Regions from separate parts of the Mus musculus genome. Here region 1 is linked to region 2. The links are chromatin contacts, called in public HiChIP or PLAC-seq maps. All regions are on one chromosome and are shown on one strand. Each heading gives the region's core, a stretch centred on a gene start, on an enhancer-like site or on the middle of the called end of the contact. The rest is flanking DNA. Distances are from core to core; before and after follow the strand shown.

What was found. HiChIP or PLAC-seq counts read pairs in DNA pulled down with a chosen protein or histone mark.
Region 1: an H3K4me3 HiChIP or PLAC-seq map of bone marrow-derived macrophages shows a contact between it and region 2, with 4 times the contacts expected there. The contact joins the promoter of Zfp518b here to the promoter of Otop1 in region 2. A contact is called at or near these places in 3 of 39 promoter capture datasets (the 3T3-L1 cell line, embryonic stem cells and neural stem cells), 4 of 115 datasets of contacts at active chromatin or transcription factors (bone marrow-derived macrophages, embryonic stem cells and stem cell-derived neural progenitor cells) and 1 of 9 other capture datasets (liver).

Annotation. Positions count from the first base shown.
Region 1 is chr5:38,682,645-38,687,899 of GRCm38.p6, reverse strand. It overlaps Zfp518b (zinc finger protein 518B), which reads left to right and starts at 3,074. Exons shown (of 3, transcript NM_001177902.1): 1 at 3,074-3,221; 2 at 5,118-5,255.
Region 2 is chr5:38,274,415-38,280,160 of GRCm38.p6, reverse strand. Otop1 (otopetrin 1) reads right to left here and starts at 2,757. Exons shown (of 7, transcript NM_172709.3): 1 at 2,337-2,757. The coding sequence starts at 2,733.

The DNA of each region.
Region 1 (5,255 bases), core at 1,825-4,324, 410 kb before region 2:
GGCATTTACCTCTAATCCCAGCACTTGAGAGGCAGAGGCACAATGGGGTTCCTCTGAGGCAGAGGCCAGCCTGGTCTACACATTGAATTCCAGGCTAGCTAGGGCTACATAGAGACCTTGTCTAAAGCAAAGGGAGTCTGACCGGGTCAAGCTGTCTGCAGAGCCATGCTTTCTCCAAAGCTTTAAAGAAAAGTGGGTCCTTTTGGCTTTTGCAGCTTCTGATCACCACTGCTGGTTTGACTAACTATGTGACCGGTCTCTGCCTGTTTTCAATGCTGTCTTCTGTGTCTGGATACCTTTCCTGCCATCTCATTTCTCTTGTCTTCTGCCAAGGACACCTGCCATATTGGTCAAAGGCCCACCCTAACGACCTCCTTCTAATGTGGTTTCCTGCACAAAGACTATTTCCTAATAAGGCCACATTCACAGGGACCATGACAGAGGGCTTCAACATCTTTCTGTGGAGCATAATTCAGTCCACCTCAAAGAGATCTGGAACAAAAAAGTCCTTGGGCGAAATATTCTAGAGGGTGGGGGAAGAGGCTGAGAATGGCAGCATCCGAAGGGTGCAGTTTAGAATGTCTGATGAATTCTTTCCTGCTTGCCATCAAAAGACCCTGGAGGAGCAACACTTCAACCTTCGTGGTTTCATGAATCCTAGTCTATATCCCTGCCTGGCCCTTTCCCAGGCTGCAAATATCCCTTCTCTGCAAACCACTTTACCTCACCACACTGGGGATTCTGAGAACTGTGAGAATTACCAGTCTCTTCTCAACAGCCAGGAACTGTGACAGTCTAGACCAGTGATGCTCAACCTTCCTAACGCTGTGCCCCTTTAATACCGTTCCTCATGTTGTGGAGACCCCCAACTATAAAATTATTTTATAACTGCAATTTTGCTACTTCTGCTATAAATCGTGATGTAAATATCTGATATGGGACCCCCAAAGGAGCCGTTACCCACAGGTTGAGAACCACTGGCCTAGATGCTCTTGTTGAACACAGACAGCTGCCTGTTGGGGGAGGTCCTACTGTTGCCTGAATCTTGCATGAGAAGCCAGGGTTCCAGTAGGCTAGGAAGCAGGCCCATAGTAGCTCTATCTCCACAGAAGCTTCCAGACGATCCAAAAGCATCCTTCTGTCAATTCTGTGACTGAAGAAGGTGGGACTGTGATGTGTGGGTGGGGATGGAAAGGAGACACAACACTTGGAGCTAAAAGCTCTCTAGCACTGAGACTTCTGGTTCTCCTATGTATAACCGACTTTCCTGAGTGAGTTCTTTGTGTCACTAGAAGTTCTCAGGCATGATCAGGACATATTCCCAATGTTCTACTTATCATTAGCCTACTCTTGAGGGAGTCTCTGAACTTTGAACCTATTTGTTTTTGTTTCTGGAGAGCGGGTCCTTTAGTTTATTTAGCAGGAGAAAGAGAAAAGAGGAATAGGTGGTGTCATGTTTTGAATATGCTTGGCCCAGGGAGTGGCACAATTTGGACATGTGGCCTTGTTGGAGTAGGTGTGTCACTACGGGTGTGGGCTTTAGACTCCCACTCTGGATGTCCGTATTCTGCTAGCTGCCTTCAGATGAAGATGTAGAACTCTCAGCTCCTCCTGCACCATGCCTGCCTGGATGCTGCCATGTTCCCATCTTGATGATAAAGGACCGAGCCTCTGAACCTGTACACCAGCCCCAATTAAATGTTGTTCTTATAAGAGTTGCCCTGTGCTGAGCGGTGGTGGCGCACGCCTTTAATCCTAGTTCTTGGGAGGCAGAGGCAGGTGGATTTCTGAGTTCGAGGCCAGCCTGGTCTACAAAGGACAGCCAGGGCTATACAGAGAAACCCTGTCTCAGGGGAAAAAAAAAAAGAGTTGCCTTGTGTCTGTTCACAGCAATAAGACCCTAAAACAGGAAGATAGCTTAGGGTGTGGTCAAAGGCATTGTCTCATAGAGCAAGGCAAAGAATCTCTGCCCAGACTTTCTATGTCTGGTACCTGCTCTTTCAGGGGCTGGGAGCTTGCCCAGCAGCTGGCATTGTGACTACCTCTTCTTCCCAAACTCCACTCCTCCAGGTTGGATTTTGCCAAAGCCCGCCATCTCTTTCCAGCATCCAACTGACATCTAGGCGCTGATCTTTGCCACCCACCCAGAGGAAGGAACTGGAGTCCAGTCTTGGCTTCTTTTGCAGAGCTTTGAAGGAATCGTCTGCCTATTGCCCATGAAGGATCTGCACTTCACAGTGACGCTGCTCCCATGCAACCTTGCTGAGGGACAGTTTTGGTTTTTTGGGAAGCAGCATCAAAGTCACTTGTTGTGAGCCCACTAGCCATATGATTCCCTTCTTCACTTATTGTGAGCCCACTAGCCTTATGATTCCCTTCTTCACTTATTGTGAGCCCACTAGCCTTATGATTCCCTTCTTCCCTCAGAGTGGGACTATTTAAGACTGTCTTTTATCCAGTAGACTGTAGGTATGAACCTAATGTGAAAAGGGACCATTTACCTGCAGACATTGAAACTTAGGAGATAGACACAAACTCCCACACACTAAATGAGCTCATAGCATCTTCTGACTGTCTCTCCATCAATCCTTTCCCTGCTGACTGTCACAACGTGCACGAGATGAGGCCTTAGCCTTCAAATATGATCTTCCTTAGCTTTAGAAATGACTTCGTCGAAGCTTCTATGCCTAAGCCAGCTGCTAGCTGTATCCAAATCTAGGGCTGCAGGCCCATCTCCTTCACTAGGGCGCCCCTTGAAGCTGTGATGGCTGAAGACTTGAGCCCATTTGTTGTCGCTTCACTTACTTAACTGTAGAACTTCAAGCTCCTTGAGGGCAGGCACCAAATCCACCCTCCGCAGGACCCAAGGAGGGCCAGGCGCCCATGGATAGTCCATTGAACCCAAAGAGAAACGCACTCAGTTCTTTGCAGAGGAAGCTGCAGAGTGTGCAGGACGGAGGGATGCAAACACTGCACCCAGTGGGTGCGATCGCCCCCAAGCTCAGAGCCCACAGCCCAGGGGCAGTGAAGGGGCAACCTCAGGCGCCCGCCTCTCCGCTGCAGTCGCGCCGCATTGCGCACGCGCGCCGCCGGCCCGACTCCGCCCCCCCGGGTAGGGACCTACAGCGGGCGCGGCGGCGGCGGTCTGCGGGCGGTAGCCGGCGGTCTAGACGCCTGTCCGTCCGCTGGGATCTGGGACCGTGCGGTGCCGCGGCGTCCGGGTGAGTGGTGGTGCGGGGCGGTAGGGACCTGGGCGGGCGCGGCCGGGCGTGGCTCCACGGTTCCGCGTGCGCGCCTCCGGGCTAGGCGGATCGGGTCGGAGACCCACGGCCCACCCTGCGGCCTTTGTGCAGCGCCGGCTCAGCCCCGCGACTTGTCGCGCCGGGCGGTTGAGCCGGCTTTTTAAAAGATGCCTCGGCCCCGAGCAGGAAGTGTCGTCAGGAGGCCATTTTTAAAGCCTCTCGGCCTCTGAGACTGGCTTGACGCGGCTTTGGCTTTCAGCGTTTGGAAGACACCCCATCTGTGACCGGCCGGCCCTGAGGGGACGCGACGGTGCGACTCTCGCACTCGCACCTCGCTCAGCGCCACAAGGCGCCCTGGCCTCGCCGGGCAGAGCGTGCATCCCTGCGAGCGCGCCAACAATAAACTTGAGGACCACGCTGGCATTGTCTTTGGAGCGGGTGTCGGGGTGGGCCTGTCCACAGAAGACCTGATTCTGGGTGGGATGAGTCTTGATGTCACCTTTTGCACGACAGCTCCATCGCAGCCTTTCAGTTTGATCCTGTTGCCTGGAGTTAAGAGATTGGGTGCAGATTAAGGCTAAGGAAAGGGTGCAGAAAAGGAGAAAGAACCAATGCAAAGTTTATGACCCGAAAAGGGAAAACCAAAAGATCGGAAATACCAAACTCCTCTTGTTTGTTGGGTATTTGATCTACCCCCATTAAATTACTTCTGCTATTAAAAAATATAGAATACCAACAATATTTATCAATTTTTAAAAGTGAACCATCAAGCACGTTGTCCTATTGAAAAATAGCCTACCAACCCAAACTCAATGTTGTGTTTGAGCTCTTAAAACATTACACCTTAAGTTTAGAGTTGAAATCACCTTCGAAGACAATTCCCCGAGCACCCTGAGCTTGCAACACTTGCTACAGAAGAGTAGCCAGCTAGCTTGGGAAGGTGTCTCAGTCCCGCTAAGTCACACATACAAAGTTAAGCCCAGTCCAGGACTATACCGGAGAGTATGCCCTTCCCAAGGATTCTGGAAGCCCAGAAATATTAATATGCTTGGAGTGCCATATTCAGCCTTTTAAATTGCAGGCATTATCCTTATCGAAGGCGTGCATTTATTTAAAATATGTTTTTCTCTTGAATCTGTTATGTTAGCCCTGGCAGGGGCATCTGATGTATCCGGCCCTGTTATGCTGGTGGCTGTTGAAGACTAAAGGGGGGCTTTGCCTTCTCTCCTGGCTTCCTCTGGATGGCAGTCATTAATTTTCAGCCCACTTAAAGAAAGCTATATTTTCTTTCTTGTCTATCTGCCATTAAGTAAGAGGGTCTGGGACAGTGTGTGTGTGCAAGAGGCAGAACAAAGGGCAGGTTCATAATTGTCACTGCCAGGGCTGCCATTTTCCTTAGGCACTCCTGGATCCTCTGAGTCAATGCAATGGCCGGCCTTTCATGACCAAGTCTGCTGACACTGTGGTAAGTGGGGGTCCTTCCCAGTGAGGATTCTCCCTGCCTTGATTGTTCCTAAAGTGCCTTTGATCTCCACTGCATGCTGTTGCTACCCTGCAAACGCAGCCACCTGCAGAAAAGTGGCTGGAGACTATCTAATCCAGACTACTGTCCCTTCATGGGTAGGGTCATGGGTAGGAGCGGGTAACACAGGGTAGCCTGGGAAGGCTTCTGAATCAGCCGTGAGCCCCACTCCAGCAAGGAAGCCCTCCATTTCGTTTAGGTTCCCAGGAAGCCCTCCTTTTTAAGCTTAGACTGGCTGCCGTTGAGAAGCGTTTAGAAGGTTGATTTGTTTTGCCCTTTCTTCAATAAATATATCCAAGAGACCACATCTTGCAGATCCCAGACTTACACCCAAGTGTCTGACTCTGTTGCAGGCCCGTTGGCGCAGCCCTGGCTTCCAAGCATAGATGTCTACACCACGGGCCTGAAGTCCTGAGACTTGTCCTCGGTGGCTAACAAGGCCTGAAAGAAAAGGAAGAGCCATAGAGACTTGCCACACTCTTGACTTCTGG
Region 2 (5,746 bases), core at 1,508-4,007:
TTTTTTTATTGCAAAGAAAATAATTCATCCCTCACAGGAAGTAGAATGGAATATTTCCTGCCCAAACAGGTACTTTGCAGATCAAACCAAACCCTACAATTTCCCATAGAAAACCTCAGTGCCTGGAGTTTCGGGGTGGGGGGTCTCTAACCCAAAGCATGAGCCTCAGGGCACTGCCCTACCCGCTCCCCATACAGACAGGACAGAGACTCTACTACAAACCAGTCTATCCAGCTAAGAGTCCAAAGGAAACCTCCGTGTCTGCTGGGGCCAAGGTACTTCCTCTTGGCACCTTGGTAATGGTAAGGCACTTTTCGCTCCCAAACTTTCTGCAGGAAGGGCCAGCTCATGGTCATCTTCCTGCTCCTCCCCGTGAGGCAGCTGTGATTCTTATCTAACTCCTGTAAGAGCTGGAGCTCAGAAAGCTGACGGAGACGGAAGTGGGGAGTACAAGCCGTGTCTTCCAGACCAACAACTTTGCACAGCATGTGGGTCTCGTGGAAATAGGGACACTACTATGGGGCCACTTCCAAAGGGTGAGTGCTGTTCTCCAAGCTGCCACCTGGGACCCCAGAGAGCCTGTGCCAGTTCCTTCATTCTCTGTGGTACCACAGCACTCCACCCCACTATGCCCTTTATAGGTTCCTAGGCCACTCAATATTCCTTGATGTCTTGGCCTCCCCTGGACTCTCTGAGCATCTGGATACCATGAGCCCTCCCACTCACCCTCCTCCTGGGTACCATTTTCTGAGGGTTTGCAGTTTACTCTACTGGTCTCCATCTGCCTAACCTACTTCATCTCTACAGGCTGTCCGAAAGACATGGAGTGCGTCCACAGGGAAACCTTAGCCTGTTCTCTCTCCCTGCTTCTCCCTCGGGCTTCCCAACCTTGGGAAATAGCAGGCTCAGTCAAAGCAAAGAGGGGGAAGAATGGAGGGAGGCTTAAAGGAAGTGGGGGAAGAGGAAGGAGGAAAAGAGGAAAGAGAGCTACAAGGAGGAAGCAAGAAAGAAGGAAAAGGATGGTAAGGGAGAGAGACAGGAAGTGAGGGGAGAGAAGAGACAGAAGTCAGGAGGGAGGGGAGAGGCTGAAGGGGAAAGAGATGGAGGAGAGAGGAGGCGAGTGAGGGGAAAAGGATGCTTCTTTTTGGGAAAGGGTTAAAATGTCAACATCCTGGAGTAACAGTACCAGTCCTATCTATATGACATAGACCCCCCCACCCCACCCCCGTCCCCAGCTGCCATGCATAATCCACAAACCCACGAGCTCCCTCAAACTTCCATTTTCAAGAATTCAGATAGTTTGTGGTCATGCACAATTTTGTTGTTGTTGTTTTTGTTTTTGTTTTTTTTTTGTTTGTTTGTTTTGGTTTTTTTGTATTTTGTTTTTTGTTTTTGTTTTTTTTTTTTGGAGGCAAGATAAACTGATCTCTGAATGTCTCTACTCAAGGCAAGGGCAATTCTGATGGAAGGGCACTGAGGTCATACCCTTGAATCACTCTCTGGTCCAATCCGGCCTGAGATCCCCCTCTGCAGAGGCTCAGACTGGAGCTGGGGTCGTAGAAAAGCAGGGAATATGTCTGAGGTCAAGTGTGCAAAAATTGGGAGGCGGCCTCTGAGGGAAATTACAGTCTAAGATGAGAAAGTGGGAGGAGGCACCTTTGCCCTGGATCCCGGCTGCTCCCTTTGCCCTGGATCACAGCCCTCTCCCTTTGCCCTCGTGTCTCCAGCCCCCTTTGGCCCATTTGGGTCTGTTTTCAATATGGGCAGCCCCTCTAGCATGCAGTGAGGTCGTCCCTCAAGACCATGACCTCAGGACTCCCCTCATCCTCTCAGCACCTCCTCCAAGCCAGGCTCCTGTGACTCTCGGACCAAGCGTCACAGGCTCCCCCCAATGGGGTGAAGAGGCAGTCCAGGCCACAGCAAGAGTGGGAGTGTGAACAGAAACACAGAATGGAGCCGCAGGATACGCTTCAGTCTCAGGGAGGCCTTAGCCCATGAAAAGCAGGACAGAGGGAAGGGTGGAATAGCATTCCAAGAGAAGGAACCGAATATGCTAATACTGGCCGGAACTGAGTCTTTGACAGCCTACAGCCCAGGATGGGGGCTGAGAAAAGAGTTTATCTGAGGCCAGATCATAGAAGCCTTGAGTGCCAAGAGGGAGAGAGTGGCCTGCAAGCCCGAGCCTGAAACATTATAACAAAGTGTTAAGCAGGAAGACCTTCGAGCAGAGCCTAAGGCAGACAAGGGAAACTCGAGAGGAGGGCGGGAAAAGAGATGAGGTATAGAGCTAAAGTAAGGTAAAGAGCTCAAGGAGAGGCGTGGAGGGTAGCACTCACCGCGAAGCCAGCGCGCACCCGCGTGCGTGTCCTTGGGGCGGATGAGGCGGCGCTGCATGTAGCTGCGACCCACGTACCACAGCATCCAGAGCAGCTGCAGCAGCATAAGCGCGGTTAGAACGCACAGCAGGTCGCTCTTGCCCACACCCGTCGCGTGCACCGCCCAGGCCAGCAGGAACAGCAGCCCCGCCACGAACACGTTCAGTCCATACTGGCTGCTCAGAGTCTCCGCCAGCTTCTGCGGGACGCTGGCGCCGCGCCGGGGACCGGAAGCTTGTGGAGACCCTCGGGCTAGGGGAGGTGGGGACAGAGGGCATGCCGCGATCCCCGACGGCGCGGCACGCGAGGAGCCTGAGGATGCTGCGGGAGAAGAGGGCGCGCCCGGGCCCCCAGGCATCTTCCAGTCTGGTCCCCGGGCGGCTGCTCCCGCCCCGCACGTTGCTCCTGGCTCCTTTCCCCCACGCCCTCTGGGCACCAGCCCGGCTTGCCAGTGCCCTCAGATCCTGCTCTCCTCCAGTACACCCTGCCCTCAGTCAGGTGCCAGCCGCTGGCCTCCCTCCCAGAGCTCCTGATGGTCTACTCTGGTCCCTGCAACCCGTTGCCCCTGCCGCTGCGCCTCGAGCCCTGCTGCACCTCTGCCTTGCCAGTGCCACCCGCACCCCACCCCCGCGCCCAGCCCGCCTACCCCACCCCGGCTCCCCGGAAACGCGGGACTGCAACAGGTGCCGCCCGTCGGTTCCCGGACTGGTGGGGAGGGGTGGGATACCAGGGGACACACGGAATCGTGGGAGCCAGCTCAGAGGGTTGCTGAGGGCGTGGCTGCTCCAGGATTGTGTCCCCGACCCCTAGACTTTTGGGTGGGCCCTCAGGGGTCGAGCTTGCATGGGTCCTTCTCATCTGTGTGCCCTAATCCCTGTGGCTATCTACTGGTGTTTCTTGTCTCTGCCCTCGACCTGTGAGTGGCTCAGGGTAAGAAGCAGGGGATGGGCATCTTTGGGGGGGTCTCTCCGTTTGTCCCTTGTGAGTGCCTGTGTGGGGACCTGAGTGAGAGCCTCGACGATGGCTAAGTGGTGCCACTACACAAGGACATGTCATCCCTCCGTATCCTCTTCTGGAGATGATTCCAGAGAGAGCTGAGCAGGGGAAAAGGTCCCCAGTGGTCCCGTTGTAGTCTCGAGAGTCCAAATGCTTCCTTTCCAACGCTTTGCACTGAGACAGTCCCCTAGGCGCTCCGCTCCGGTGCCAAGAGGAAGCGCAGCGGATTTCTGCGAAAGAGCGTCCTATGGTTGACCGTGACCTGGAGGAGAGCCTGGAGCCCATCAGTGTGGTGCGAGAGGGCAATGGGGAGCAATCGGGACATCGTGCTCGGAGAGGGCAACGCGGGGCAAAGCACAGGCCGAGACGCCCGCTCCGCCTAGGTTTTAACGCTCTGCTGTAGCCGATTTCAATTTCTTCATATTTTAACAAGGAAACCCACGGGTTTTATTTGCACGACACCCTGCACACGGGCACGGCAACCGCTAATGATGACTGCTAAAGGGGGATGGGATGAAAGAGGCAAGACGTCTTGGGCCCAAGGAGTTCCGGAGACTTGCCTCGCCTTAAACATTAAAATCATTTGTTCATTCATTCCATTTATAAATAGGTAATCCACACTCAGATATTTTCTGCACTTAGTCCAGAGGACTCAGTAAGACCAGGCAGACCTGGAAGCCAATGGTCAGATGAGATCCGCTGTTTCCTCGGCAAAACTTACCAGCAATCCTAAGGCAACCCAGCCCTTCCAGGAGACACAGGCACCCCAGGAAACCCCCTGCCAAGAAGGCTGAGAGGGTCTCAGGAGGAGTCAGCATCTGCAAATGAATGCCATGCCTGGATTAGCTGTCCTGTGGAAAGCTAGAGGCAGTTGTGGCGAGGGGGTTCCATTGTGTGCTAAGAATGATTGAAATGAGACCAGTGGGATGCCTCCCCAGGTAAAGACACTTGACACCAAACCTGACAACCGGAGTTGGATGCCCAGCCCCCACATGGCAAAGGAGAGGGCAAATTTCTCCAGGTTTCCCTCTGTCCTCCATAGGTCCTCAGTGATACACACACACACACACACACACACACACACACACACACACACACAATAAATAACTAGACACATAATTGTAACTTCAAAAGCCCACAAATGTTATCCTAGTCAATCCCAAACCTACGTCACTCCACAGATTCCAACGAGCCTTTGATTGCCAAGGGACTGGATCTCAGAAGACATTCCCGTAAATGTATCCTGTCACTTTTCCTGCACACCTTTCCCGTGGTAGCTAGTCACTGGCAAAGTCAAACTGAGGTTGTTTTCCTTCTGAAATGATGTTCGAAGCATCGAAGAGTTCCGTGGCTCCCGTAGTGCATCCCTGCTCACCTTGCAGACAGTTTCCATCCCTCCGCGCACGGTGGTGGGGTAGGCATCAAAGTCAGAAGCCCACGTGGACAGAATGCTACCACATGCCTAAGAGGGGCTGCTTTTTCCCTCTCTGTCATTTCACTTTCTAGAGAGACCTTTTAATAAACATTAAAATGGTCTCTGAGCTAATACCATGGTCACGTGGGTGTATAGGGGGGGGGGGAATACACATACATGTGCATATGTGTAGAAACCAGAAGGCAACCTTAGGTGTCACTTGTCCAGAACGATTCCTGCTTCCTATCCTGCCTCACCTTATCACCTAGGCTAGGATGAGTATCAAGTGAGCCCCAGGGATCCACTCAACTCTGCCTCCTCGGTGCGGGGTTATAAGTGTGTGCCATCACGCTGACATTTTTTTAATGTATATTCTGAGGATTGAGCTTAGGTCTTCATACTTACGAGGCAAGCACTTTACTGACTGAGCTGAGGCTCCCAGTCCCTCCCATGGTCACATCTCCTTCATTAATGTGTGTGAGATCTCACGATGAGACACCCATAAGTAGACAGATGAGAATGTCAGCAACAGCCTGATGGGACATCCTGTGTGTCCAGCCCAGGAGGGAAAAAATCTCCACTCCCTCCATAAGAGGGCCCAACACAGCCCTACCTCTCCCAAGCAGATTCCCCAGAGTGAGATGCCCAGTGGGCTGTTTACTGCTGGGCTCATCCAACACTGTGGATTCCTGCTGCTCACAGTTCTTTTGAGGTGCAAGCTTTTATACAGTATCCATTGGAGATCCACCCTCAGCCTTCTTCCCCGGCATGTCTTGGTTTTCAGCTAGTTCATCTTTCCACATCATTGATCATCACTGAGCCTCCCAGAACCCACCCAGGGCCCTGGGCAGGTTTCTGCTCTTCACAGTTCTTTATTCAGACAAGACAGACCATACCAGTCAATCACTCGGCTCACAGGAAGAGGTTTTATTGACTACTGTCCTTCAGGGTCAGCACTAGG